Linked DNA regions of Bombyx mori: region 2 is linked to region 1. A link is a contact called in public Hi-C data. All regions are on one chromosome and are shown on one strand. The core of a region is the stretch at or near the end of the contact, and the rest is flanking DNA. Distances in the headings are between cores, read along the strand shown. Region 1 holds the start of LOC101744404 (RNA-binding protein Pasilla). Region 2 overlaps LOC101744404 (RNA-binding protein Pasilla).

What was found. A called contact is a pair of places that touch in the nucleus more often than the background predicts.
Region 2: a contact with region 1 is called in a Hi-C map of posterior silk gland, with 1.6 times the contacts expected there. The contact joins the enhancer-like site here to the promoter of LOC101744404 in region 1. A contact is called at or near these places in 3 of 7 Hi-C or Micro-C datasets (middle silk gland, posterior silk gland and whole pupa).

The regions. Positions count from the first base shown.
Region 1 is chr25:547,071-554,021 of ASM3026992v2, reverse strand. It overlaps LOC101744404 (RNA-binding protein Pasilla), which reads right to left and starts at 3,395. Exons shown (of 10, transcript XM_012690002.4): 1 at 3,026-3,395; 2 at 2,588-2,650. The coding sequence starts at 3,143. LOC101744076 (protein YIF1A) reads right to left here. Exons shown (of 7, transcript XM_012690029.4): 7 at 6,929-6,951.
Region 2 is chr25:585,530-591,868 of ASM3026992v2, reverse strand. It overlaps LOC101744404 (RNA-binding protein Pasilla), which reads right to left. Exons shown (of 10, transcript XM_012690002.4): 3 at 5,514-5,657. Among protein-coding and RNA genes, the nearest start is that of LOC101744404, 38 kb to the right of the region's middle. Within about 2 kb of position 3,533, at least 4 of the 8 cell types and tissues checked have open chromatin away from gene starts, as enhancers often do.

The DNA of each region.
Region 1 (6,951 bases), core at 2,146-4,645:
AATACTTAGTTCATCTAAAATTCTATAATAGTTCAGACAGTACAGTCGAGGTGCAGGGCAACACCAGAACACTACCCAGAAATATTTAGAAAGAGAACTTCCAAATGCGGATATCCCTTGTGCTCATAATGTGAAGTGTATCTTTGATATTTTTATAAAACTCTCCGGCAGCCAACAGAGTAAGTCACCGGATAAAATAATCTACATTAACGAAAATGCAGATTTATTTATTTTCCTGTTGTTGGCTCATACAAATATGTTGTTTTGGCATATTTTATTTCATACTTGTGAATTCCGTCTATGATCACATATGAAAATAACATTGCGTAAAAATACTCGCACGCCACCTAGGTATTCTGCGTTTGATGGTACTGTGAAAAGAACCTTTCTTATATTGCCAACTATAACTGTAGTTTCAACTCAATCGGACAAATCTATTTAAATAAAAATGAATTGCTGTTCGTTCGTCTTGCTAAAACTCAAGAACGGCTGGACCGATTTGGCTAATTTTGTTCTTGAATTGTTTGTGGAAGTCCAGAGAAGGTTTAAAAGGTAGATAAATATGAAAATTGTCTTTCCTTTGATGTCCCCCCCGTTGGACGGATTCTTTTTGTTTCTTTTAAGTTTATTTTATACAAAAGTTTAGGTCTTTTATTTATCGATTCAGGCACTACGAAGTCTGCCGGGTCAGCTAGTTGTTAATAAATGCACGGAGTACAATCATTTAAAGAAACGTTGGACTTTATTTACAAGGTTTTTTATTAATTGCTCTAAGTGCCATTGTTGATTAGCAAATAAGCAGTATCTTTTTTGAAGTTGGGTAATAGCCAAACGCCGTTGAAAATAAATTCAACGGACACAAAATTATTTCCTTTCGGTTTGTTTAAAAGACGTGGCCGCAGGAGGTGACCGGTTAAGAGTCATTTATCAATTGCCAAGATCCTGAACTAGCCTTTACGAACGAGACGTGGAGGCCTGACTCTGATGGAAATATTCCGTGGACACGGTATTGAAGAATGTATTTAATAATATTTTTGAATAAAGTCATAGGTTGTATTTTTATTAAACAGTATCTGTTGTTCAGACTTCATTCCACGCCGTAAATGCCAACGCTCACCTTGAGACAAAGTCGCGGAGTAAATGCTGTCCTCGAAAGACATGCGACTCAAGGGCACTCAATGTATGATGGATAAAACGTCCCATGTTTTCGCCTAGTGCCGAGTCTGTGTCATGACTAGAATAGAAGGGTGGGTGTTGTGGTAGAGCTTACTTTCAACCATCATTCTATTTTTTTCTGCTCCGAGCAATAATTGGCTTCAGTTCCAATTACAATATAATTCAAACTTCGACCTCATGTCTCAAGGTTGGTAGTGGTATTGGCAAAGGGCACCAAGTGTCCAAGGGCACCAGCACCTGAATTCCTAATAGGCCATCAAATCCTTTTTCCATCTACATCATTGAAACAATCATAAAAAGTAATTACATTATCAACAATCAATTTAAAGAATATCTGTGCTGATAGAAATAGTGTACTATAATAAAATTTAAAATCTTATCAGATTGATTGACAATAGGAAACATTTTCCTAATAAAATGCAATTTGAAAAATATTTATATCATTTAGATTTTTCTAAACAAATACTCATAGTTAGCCTTGGAAAATTAAAACATCCATATTTCGGAAAATGATAATTTTAAATATTTAAATGTTTTCTCCCATTATTCTTTCTTGTTATTTATAAGTCCACATATTAGGAACAGCACTTTATTTAGAAAGAAAAATCTAACACATTTCTTATACATTAACATGATGGTGAACAGTGCCAAACTATAAATTATTAAGTGAAATTTATTATGTATAATGAAATTACGCAAAGTAAATATGTTAAACAAATTTTTGTTAGTTCCTTCCTGAAATAAAATTAAAAGCGTTTAAAAGCTGATAGATTTTCTTCCGAAAAGTTTTTTTTATATACCAAAGATAAGATAATAATATGGTCTGTACAGATGCAAATGTCACACCGACAATGGAACGACTAAGCCAATGGTGAAGTCGATATGAGGCTAAGTACGAGATGGCTCACAACATCTAGGCATTGTATTACAGTGCTCAATGTACGATTACGATGCTGACACCTACACTGCTCCCTCACTCTGCTCATGTCACTTTTTTCTTGATTATTATTATTTTTAGCAATTTTTTTTTCTAAAAAGTAATATATAAATCTATTTTTCTATCGCTCATAATAAATAATTTTACTAAGCTAGTAGAGAAAATAAAGAAAATAAAAAATATTGATTATCAAATTATTATATATATGCATTGTTACATAACCATTGTTGACAACCCTAATCAAAATATTCATCAAACTAGAACAGATAACAGGCATCCAATCAGAATCTAATTGGAAGCAGTTTCGTTACTAATTGGATGAAAAACAGGTGATAAGCCTATTTAGTGATAAGGTTTTTCATTCCTGGAGTCGTGATCAGCAGCGCGAGTGAGGAGGAGCAAGTGCGCGCGTGGTGCATGCGCGCCTTTCAACCACAAAGCCGATGGATTCAAATGCGTTTACGATCGACTCACCGAAATGAGACGTAATAGAGCCATGGCCGTTGGCCAGAGGCAACGCGGTCACCAAGTCTTGCACTAAAAAACAACCACGACGTTTTAACATTGCATATACAACAATTGCGCGAGAAGCGAGCCACCGAACGTCGCCGCCGCCCTCGACGCTTATCGGAACGATAAGAACTTAGTATACTACCAAACTTATCTAAGTCTTCACTGCTATAAACTTTAAAACGTTCAATTATTGAACTAGTTCACTTAAAATGACCCTCGTATCGTACGATATAGGTCACGTTGATAACAATGTGCGCGCTGATAAGAATCTCCGCCCCCTCCAGCTGCATAGGCGGGTCGACCACGAGACTATGTCAATGTTATTGCCTTGCCAAGTACGCAATGAAATAAATTTATACGTTGGTAGTATGTGTATGTAGAATGCGGTGCGCCACTCACCCGAGCTGAAGTGTGATCTCTTGACATCTCCATTTTCTGAGTCTCCATCCAGGGGTCGCTTCCTGGAGTCCGTAATCTCTGGACTAGGGCAAGTGTCCATCCCTGTATCAGCGGCCATGTTGAAATTTCAGAGCAAAACTTTAAACTTGTCTAGCATAATTCCCATTACGTAATTGCTTCAAAAGACGTTTTTCGATGCGGCACTTAGCATTATTATAACGATATACTGAACACTTAACACATGAACTAATAAAATGAAGGAGATTTAAATATATAAAGGACTAATTACTAAAATAAGGAGAGAAACGACACTATGGTTGTTACGTCTAAACGTTTTGTGAACGTTTGTCGATACTGCGGCTGTTTGTGGCGCATAGTCAACGTGAACATAGCGCCGAATCTTGGTTGGTTAGGTTGGTATGTCTGTATTTTGATAGATACCAGCTGATTACTTTAGTGATGTGTAAAATTTGCAATATTTGAAAATATGTGGCGGAATGTAAATATATTTAATATTGTACGTTTAAAAAAAACAATAATTTTGAAGTTGTACGGTAGCTATAACAATTAACAACTGAATCGCTACATGTGAAATTCAATAGCAGATTTTGTAAATCCTGAGAGATTTAGAATTTATAGTTAATTCCTAATTTTGTAGACTAAAGCTAGTATTAAAACACTACCCAATGACGGTAAGAGTCATCTCTAGGCCAATAGTGGCACTATCAAATAGCTCCAACAATAACAAAATGTGATTTAGTGGGGATCAGATTCATAGCATAGAACCATTCAGACCTTACTAGAAATCGTATAGCACGAGCAGCTTTATGGAAGGAGCCAATAAGTTTCAGAATCGCAGTGTGAGGTGGGTACAAAGGGAAACAAATATGGTAAGCATTGAAGTTGAACTGAAGAGTAACGAAGTGAGAAAAATTATACGAAAATGAATGATACTAAATTAAGAATGCTATATGCGTGAAAAATTTCTTTCCAGACGAACTGAAGTTTATTTAATTGGAGGATTTAAGCATATTCTTTGCTTTTTACAAGAATTCCATTAATTTGCTTCTTTTTTTTCATTTAAATCGAATCGCTGGCCATCCCTATTAGCGTTATGCGCCAAGGTCGTTCCACGCCTAACTGTGACTAGCTTCATAAAGAAGCCGTTAAGCGCCAGCTTTAAATTTTATACCGTCATTGTCTTAAAATTATGATTTCCTGTAGAGGTATCTGAATGGAAACATTTCAGAAGAATATACACTTAAAATTCACTTTATTATGATTTCCTATTGTAGATCTTTATAAGGCATAAAAGAAATGGTCGACCTCAGAATTGACTTGCCGTATTTTTTCATTCTGGTTCCCTTGCTTCCTGGTTTTGAAAATGGCGCCAATGTACGGCCCTGGATCGTGGAGCTCATTTTGTATGGGAAATCTAGGTCAAGGACTTATACATCTTGTTCTCTCTTTCACACGCACTTTAAAAAGAGCAATAGCTACTGTTCTCATTTTCATCGATATAGGTCATTGTGCCCGGTAAAATTTAGCTCATCATGTTTCGGTGATTTCTCGAGCTATTTAAAAAATATATATGAGAAATAATGACAATGAGAATAATTAAATAATTTAGACGGTTTCTCTGTTAAAACTGATTGTTATTGGAAATATTCTTGTTCCTCTCTTCTTAATTCATTAGTTTCCATTTAGGAATTTAAAATTGCGTACAGCGCGATCTTTTGATAAAATTTCAAACTAAATATACAAACCTATTAGAATTTAAAATTTTACCCTAATCTTACTTATATTAATTTTATTAGATCAGTATGATTTTTTTTTATTGTTTAAGCGCGTAGATGAGCGTGTGTTGGGCGGACACCAGATGTTAAGTGGAAACCGGAGTCCATTGCTGTCACCAACGTAATATAAATACCGCTACCCGTCTTGGACGATGAGTTGAAAGTTTGAATTCTACAGTGCAGCGGCAACTGCACCTCCGGTCACCGTCATCGCCAAACCCGTCGCTTGCGACGAAGGGCTCGACGAGCAAATTAACCCATAGCACACCCCACTGAGTTTCTTGCCGGATCTTCTCAGTGGGTCGCGTTTCCGGTCCGGTGGAAGATTTTCCGACTGCTTTTGCTGGAGCTAGTGTTAGCAACGTCGTCAGGTTAGAACCTCTTGAGCTCACCTGCTCGCTCGGTTACGCTGGCGTGGCCTATCAAGGCTGCCAGCTTAGGTAGAAAAAAAATGACCAGATAATATCACCCAATGAACAAATGTCCAAAGAAATAGACAAAAGAATTAGAACTGAGTGGAAAAAATGTTGGGCCACAAATTGACAAATCGACAGGATGACAGGACATATGTTCCGCTGCAAAAAGGAGAAATGGTACAATTAGGTGGCAGTATGGTACCCAACGGATAGTTCGAGGAGCCGAGGTCGCAAAGCAAGAGGATGGGAGGATGAACTGAAAATTACCTCTGGACCTATTCGGATAAGAGCAGCAGCACACAGAAAGCACTGGAAAGAGTTGGATGAGGCCTTTGCCAAAAGGGACATCAAGACGAGAGAATTTTTTTTTGTATAAGTGTAGATTTTACTTTTTTATTGTATTTTTATATAATACTAGCTGTACCCCTCCGCTTCGCCGAGCATTTAAAATTAACATTATTGTTTCTGACCCCCACAAAGATTCTCATCAGTAATGCCCCCGCAACTGCTGTAGGGAGTCCAACACTCATACAAATATTAGTCTATCCATTAAGTACATGTATTTTCTACATGGATACCAAGTTTCAAGTCAATTGGATGCACGGTTCAGTAGTTATAACGGAACGGAATTTTGAAGTCGTCGTGGCCTAAAGGATAAGACGTCCGGTGCATTCGTATCGAGCGATGCACCGGTGTTCGAATCCCGCAGGCGGGTACGATTTACTTCCAGGGTGAAATAATAATCAAACCCGCAAAATTATAATTTGCGTAATTACTGATGGTAGGATCTCTTGTGAGTCCGCACGGGTAGGTACCACCGCCCCGCTTATTTCTGCCGTGAAGCAGTAATGCGTTTCGGTTTGAAGGGTGGGCAGCCGTTGTGACTATACTGAGACCTTAGAATTTATATCTCAAGGTGTGTGGCGCATTTACTTAGTAGATGTCTATGGGCTCCAGTAACCACTTAACACCAGGTGGGCTGTGAGCTCGACCACACGTCTAAGCAATAAAAAATAAATAAAAAGACCCGTAAAAACCACTGTAGATTTATAAATTAGTATAGATATATATATATTTTTTATAATGTATTCCTTAATCTACTTTAAATATTTAGTCAACAATATAAAATGTTCGGGAAATAAAGGTATTATAATATTATCCAAATTAACCAATTTAATATGTGATAAGGTAGATTTCTGAAATTGGTATCTACTTAAATTGTATATGTTTCATAGGTATTTTAAGTATCTTTTATATGTAAATTGCTTATTCTTATTTATGTGTAAAGAAGCAAAATTTAATTATTTTTTTATTTTTGATAATCATCATTATATTATAATACTTTGTATTAATTGTATGTATATTTACGGAGATATGTATGTGTTTATGTATGTGTGTATGTATGTGTGTATGTATGTGTGTATGTATGTGTACATACATGTATATGTATTTCACTGGGATGGTACACCGCGCGTAGTTCGTTTCCAAATGATTCTTGTTCACCTGATGGTTGTCTGGATGAGATCGCTCTTAGCGATAAGACCGCCAATTGTACTTTTTTTGTGTTTAATGTATCGCACTGTTTATTTGTTTTTTGATGTACAATAAAGAATACTCTCTCTCTCTCTCTCTCTCTCTCTCTCTCTTATAATATTATTATTAAAAATGGGATTGAAAGAAATAAAACAATATTTATAAAAGTATTTCTTCGTAT
Region 2 (6,339 bases), core at 2,284-4,783, 38 kb before region 1:
TGTGCACTATTTATAATTCAAAATAGGAGAGCCAAAACTGGAGAGCTTTTATATTTTTTATTTTCGTGCAAAATTTCAAAATTCTATTAAAAGCTACTCTGCATTACGTGTGACGTCATTTGGGGCCAATTTAGAGCTACCCATTACACACTAATACACACTAGTACACAGCACGTAGTCATATATGAAATGGTGCATTGTGATTGCTGTTTTAATAATTATGATGTAATTATATAATTAGTGATTTAAAATATAATTTGCTTATATATCACAAAAAAAGCGATCGAACAATCTCTTTTAAATTAAGATTTGATATTGCAAAATAGTTAAAATAGTTTTTGATAGACGTTATTTAACTATATTTCCTATTACCCCCAAGACCGATCTAATAGGTTTGTAACTTAACGATTCTGAACTGATCTATAAAGTTATTGTTCCCTCTAAGTCTCTTCTCAAAGCAACAGTTTGTTCTATTCTCAATCATTATTTTACTAGAGGAATCCATTTTAATTAATTAATAAACCTCTTTTTGTGTTACCTATTGTCACTCAAGCCCACATTCTTTATATTAATTAAGTCTTGGATTTTCTCTAAAGAAAATTCTTAATTAAATTGTTAAAGCATTTTAGGTTAAAGTACTTCAATTATACGAAAAAAAAATCTCTTTCACAACGGAGAATGACACAAAGTGGAAAAAAAAACTCCAAGCGCAAAGAATAATGAAGACCTTAATAGACGAAACAGAGCATTAAATATAAATCGGAAAGTACAAAGTATTCCTGTTTATTTCCCCTCAGATTCTGAACTAGGCTACGCGGCCGCCGCAATTAGGGCAGGAAGCCCGCGGAATGACGTATCTGTCATCCGTGCTCTGTGGTCTAATGAACATCACTAATTACAGACTGTGCTATTTATAGGGTTAAATTTTCGCAACGAAAAAACTCAATTTGGTGGAAATTCATTGAATAAATTATTTCGGCTTTCAGCGCGAATTTAAATTTGGCAGAGGGCATTTTTCTACTCCTGTCCGCTAGGTTCCATCAGCGGTGGGTCCATTCCATCGTGAGTGGTTGAAAAATATTACATAACAATGGAATTCCATTAACTTAGGCAGCGGCTTGGCTCTGCTCCTGGCATTGCTGAAGTCCATGGGCGACGGTAACCACTTACCATCAGGTGCGCTCGTCTCCCTACAAGGGCAATAAATAAATTAATGTAACTCAATAGCGTTCAAACCGACCATATAACGGCATTCCAATAAGATGGAATGGCAATTTGGTAGTACCTTTACTTGTACGGGTCCACAATATGTTTCTTTACCCCATTCACAGCAATGAAAAAGACGGTCGTCTTCCTTGCCCTGCTTTTAAGCAAAAAACAGGATTTCTCAGATTTAATAGGCAGGACGCGCTTGGCACTACTAAGCCGAGAACATTTAATAAAGGTCGTGTTTTCAATGGCTTTACGAATAGATTTAGGTAATGGTGGAGTTAGCGTAAAGCTGTCAGGCTGAACAAGATTAATCGCTTTTTGACTGAAAAGGTCACACTCGCTTTAGGGACCGAACTAGGATATATCGAAAATAAAGGAATTTCGAAATTTCATCGTACATTTTCGTTTTTGTCGACGACCAAACTAAATCACACTAAGTAATCCATAATCATACGGAATTACCCAATCCTACAAGACATTGCAACGGGAATGGTGCTGACCATAACGTGAAGTTGAAGCCTATAAGCCTAGAACATACTAAACAAAAAAGTTGTTCTACAGAAACGAGTGAATAGTGAGGGTACTTGACCAGTTGCAAGAGGCCAGAATCCCACGTGTTTCGCTGAAAGTAATAGAACGAAATGCTCACGGTTCATTACATTTTTTTACCATATTCAGGTCACGTTTCAACAATGATTGGTGAAGTAGTAATGAAACTGTTAATTGCTTCGGAACGTAGTGTATCAAGGCTGTATAATCAACGAGGGTCGAAAATGTAGATTCGCTGTAATATATCTATATTAATAAATGCTGTTGGACACGGAATGTACGTATATAAGAGTATGGTACATGTAAGTGACATGAGTGCTTTACTTCCATTAGCTGGGCCTGCATGATCCAATCCTCAACCCCGAAAAATATATTTGCCAATACTTACAATGGGGAGGGGGCGTGACATGGGATTCGTTGGTCGAAGATGGTAAAGGTCCACCCACTTAAGCGACCCCCCTGCATTCTCGCCCGACGCCCGATTCAGACAGAACCCCAGCAAGGTAGAGGAGTTTCCGCGGACAATACTATAACCGGATGCGCAGCTCTACTCAAAGACCATCCGGCTGACGGAGTTGCCTTTGTTCCTGGTATGCTGATGTCTATACCCCTTGCGTTGAAGCCATAATTATTAGCAAAGAGCATTGGTACACCTCAATGCAAACTGAGACCTTTGTTTTTGTATACGTTACTTGAGCACATTAGGGTATAACTTTATAGAAATACTTGCCTAATTCAGAAGCACCTCACACAAGGCAGTCGAAATTTACATTTAATAAACCTATGTTTGTACAGTTTCAACGCAACGCATGTTTACAGTGGCTCGTTACAATCTATACAAAACAGTTGTGCAAATCGAAGACCCCAGCTTCGGGGGACCTTGACACGCCTCGCCTGGACTGCCGCAGAATTGTGCGAAACAGTGACTGACGTAAGCAATAGACTCTCATGCTAAATGGGTAGGAGCGCCCAGGTTTGAATGTTAGGTTTTAGTCTAGCCAAAATATTGATCGTAAAATAAATTTCCGAATGGCGAGCAGGTTAATCATCATTATAAACATCCGCCCATGCCGTCAGAAATGCTAACAAATTGATAACAGCTATGAGTTCTCGTGAACGCAATTCAAGATTTCTCTACCTTTGATACATTTTATGTATTTATATATTTAGACGCTCCATATCTAAATCAACCAGGATCCCTATATGTGCATCATCATTGCAACCACAACCACTAACAGAACTTAATTAGAAGAAGATATCTAAGAAAAGATGTAGATTCAAGCTATCTTAATAAACTTCTTTTTTATAGCTTATATAAGACCGTCAACAATTTAATAATTGGGGTATTACATTAATTGTATATTTTACGTACGATTACGTACATATTTAATTTATAATAAGTTTAGCATTAGACAATTTACAGTGCGCTCATAGAGATCTGACGTGATTATAAAATAAAAATCAAAATCAAGCGGTAAAAGTACCATAAATCTTATCTGCGACTAACGAATACAATGCAAAATATTAAACGTAAACTATAGAATTGCCAATACTCCTAACACTGCTTTTCAAGTATCCTCATCTTTGCTAATGAAAAACTTTCATAAGCGACCCACAAAAGTCAACATCTAATTTTACACCAAATCCAATAAAGAAGCACTAAAAATAAAACATTCAATTATTTTTAACCGAAACACACACACACAATATACTCACACACAACACGAAAATGAAACAGGGTCTACATCCGCTGCTCTCTACACACAAGATAAGAGCCAAAAACAACAATGCAAATATATTATAACGTTGACCCGTACTCTCGGAATCTGGTTATATGCAAATATTTATACTGAACAGGAAATTAACTTCAGCGGAGAGCTGTCTGTTTAGGGAACTGGTAAAGGGGTTTGAAATTCGGTGATATTTTTGGTGTGAAAGGATTACATTAAATATTAAGTAATCTGATCCAATAAATCATCTTCCTCAATAAAAATATCAATATTTGCCGTCTTTCTCTATTTCCACTAGTCTAACTAACAAAATCAAGATAAGCGGATTAACTTCTCAACACGTAACCCAATTTCCACGTTGAAATAGTACGATCCGTGTCTTGGATCGGACGGAAAGCTCTAAATTTAAGCCTGCTATCAGAAACTGGAACAACGGGTCTTTGAGATAAGGCAAACGACTTTTGAATGCCACCGTCACAAAAGGCATATCCCCTTAATCACCCCTCTGGTACTTTTATTCATTCCAACTTGAATGGAAAGCTAGGTCGCGCTTTGAAATTTTCAATAACCAGTTCTTTTTAGAATTTCATACGTTAAATGGAAAAAACTTTCTTAAGATCATTGGTTCTAAAATGTCCCGTCTGTCCATACAAAATGCTGTAGAACCCGTGCGGGATCAAATTAAGCCCTAACGCCAGCAAATTTATAAATTTTGTTGGTCTGATTTTTGTTTTATCATGTTAATCCTTCATTGTAAAAATTTCTCGTGAACATGAGTTAAATACTACTTCTACTAAGTACTGCTGCTATTTTCCTTTTAAAAAACAGTACCTGTATCACGAATTCGAAAACCGCCATAACAGCATCGCTCGACACGAGTATATCGGGCGCATCTTATACTTTATATCACTATTTCTTATTTTCAACAAAACAATCACAAAATAAAATACGAATACTTGTTTTAGTGAACCGAAGAAGGTTGTGGTTAGCAAAATGTAAACAAAATATCAAATCTAGAAATTGTATTAATAATGCAACAAGTTCCAGAACTCCCCGGAGCGATGCTGAACAAAGATTCGTGTACTATAGAATGTTTTTCTTCTTCAGAATTTCAAATGAAAAACAAACAGTAAAAGACGATTGAATGTTTTTTTGAAAAATATTACATTTTCTTCGAGAAACTCAGAGTTTATTAAAGTGGAATGGTTTCAAATATACATACTATGTATATGATGATAAACTTTTAGGAGCACACAACACAGCTATAATTCCAGTTGTATTCAATGTTCTTTAATATGAAATGATCTAAAAAGCATTATTACTAAAAAAAAATTTATTGCTCTAGTAGGCAGACGAGCATACGGGCCACTTGATATTGAGTGGTTGCCGTGGCTCATGGACGTAGCAAAGCCAGGAGTAGAGCCAAGCCTACCATGAAAAACTTTAACCAAGCATATCATTATTGGGTTTTTGTCTATGAAGTTTCCGTTTACTCTAACAAGATGTTAGTCATTTTTTTGTTATTTCTATCCAAGAAAATATGCACCCACGGCATGGAAAGATCTCTGCCAGCGCAGTGGTAATTTTTCGATGCCTTTCTTGAAGAAAAAACAAGTCGCCACCGCCACAGAGCCTTTCAAAAGATTTTTATTCTGCCTCTCAAGTATTGAATCCTGCGTTCGTTTGTACTGTATTACACGTCATTAATGTTGTGAGCTGTTTGTGTGACATTATTACCGGAATGGAACTCGTATTCCATAATTTTTCGTGTCCCTAATGATGAAAATTGATACAAATGTAGCGAAAATGACGAATCAATAGGAATACATAAATTAGTTTCCAAATAGCCAATATTATAAAACGGTTACTTTATAGATACTACCCCCCTATTAATAGTTTCGGTGTGAAAGTTGGGAACTCTAATTCGAAGTATCTTGTTATATTCACAATAGACCGGGCACAAAACAAAGAACTCCTTGAAAACATTCAAGAAGCCAAAACAATTTAAGATTATAAACTTACCAGGATAGAAGTCGTGCGACTTGGACATCTTGACCCTGGCCCCTGTGTCCTTCTGCAGCTGAGCGATGGTCTCCCCGCCCTTGCCGATGATCGCGCCAGCCACCATCGAAGGCACCAGTACCTTGAAGTGGTATGTCGGCTCCACTGCTGTCGACCATAAATTTAAATCAGTACATTGAAAACTTTCCAAAAAACATTACAATAGATCAGGTTGTGAAAAGAGAACCGTATTGTGTAAAGTAAATACTCTTTTATTGTGAACAATGACTTAGCATCGAGTGAAATGATAATTTCAGAATAATAAACTGAAAAATAGACCCGTTGTGCTCGATTTTTCTTTTTAATTAAGTAAGTTCAATTGGCCTGAAATAAATACTAATCAGGTTTTGAGAGTCACTGTGAATTATATGGGTATGAATATAATGAATATGTTACTTCAAAAGCGATTTAAATTATATTTCATGATCATTGTGCACAATACGACTCAGTAGCAACGTAATTAACAATTGTGTTTACCGAGTTTTGGTTATGATAAGAACCTTTAAGAATATACATTTGCATCTATAGATTTTAATCATTAGAGGCAAATATATAACTTGTATAAATATGTAAAAATGTAAATAATAACTTAGATTTCTCTTCCAATATCTCCATGAACATGATATTTTATTTTAATTAATTAATAAATTTAACGGTCACTCCGAATTATCAAGGAATTATCAGAACTCATAATAGCTTACAGGAAGATTGGCCAATCATTGTTTAACTGCATTAAAAATTATGTTTACATCAGAACTCATAATAGCTTGCAGGTTGATTGGCAAAT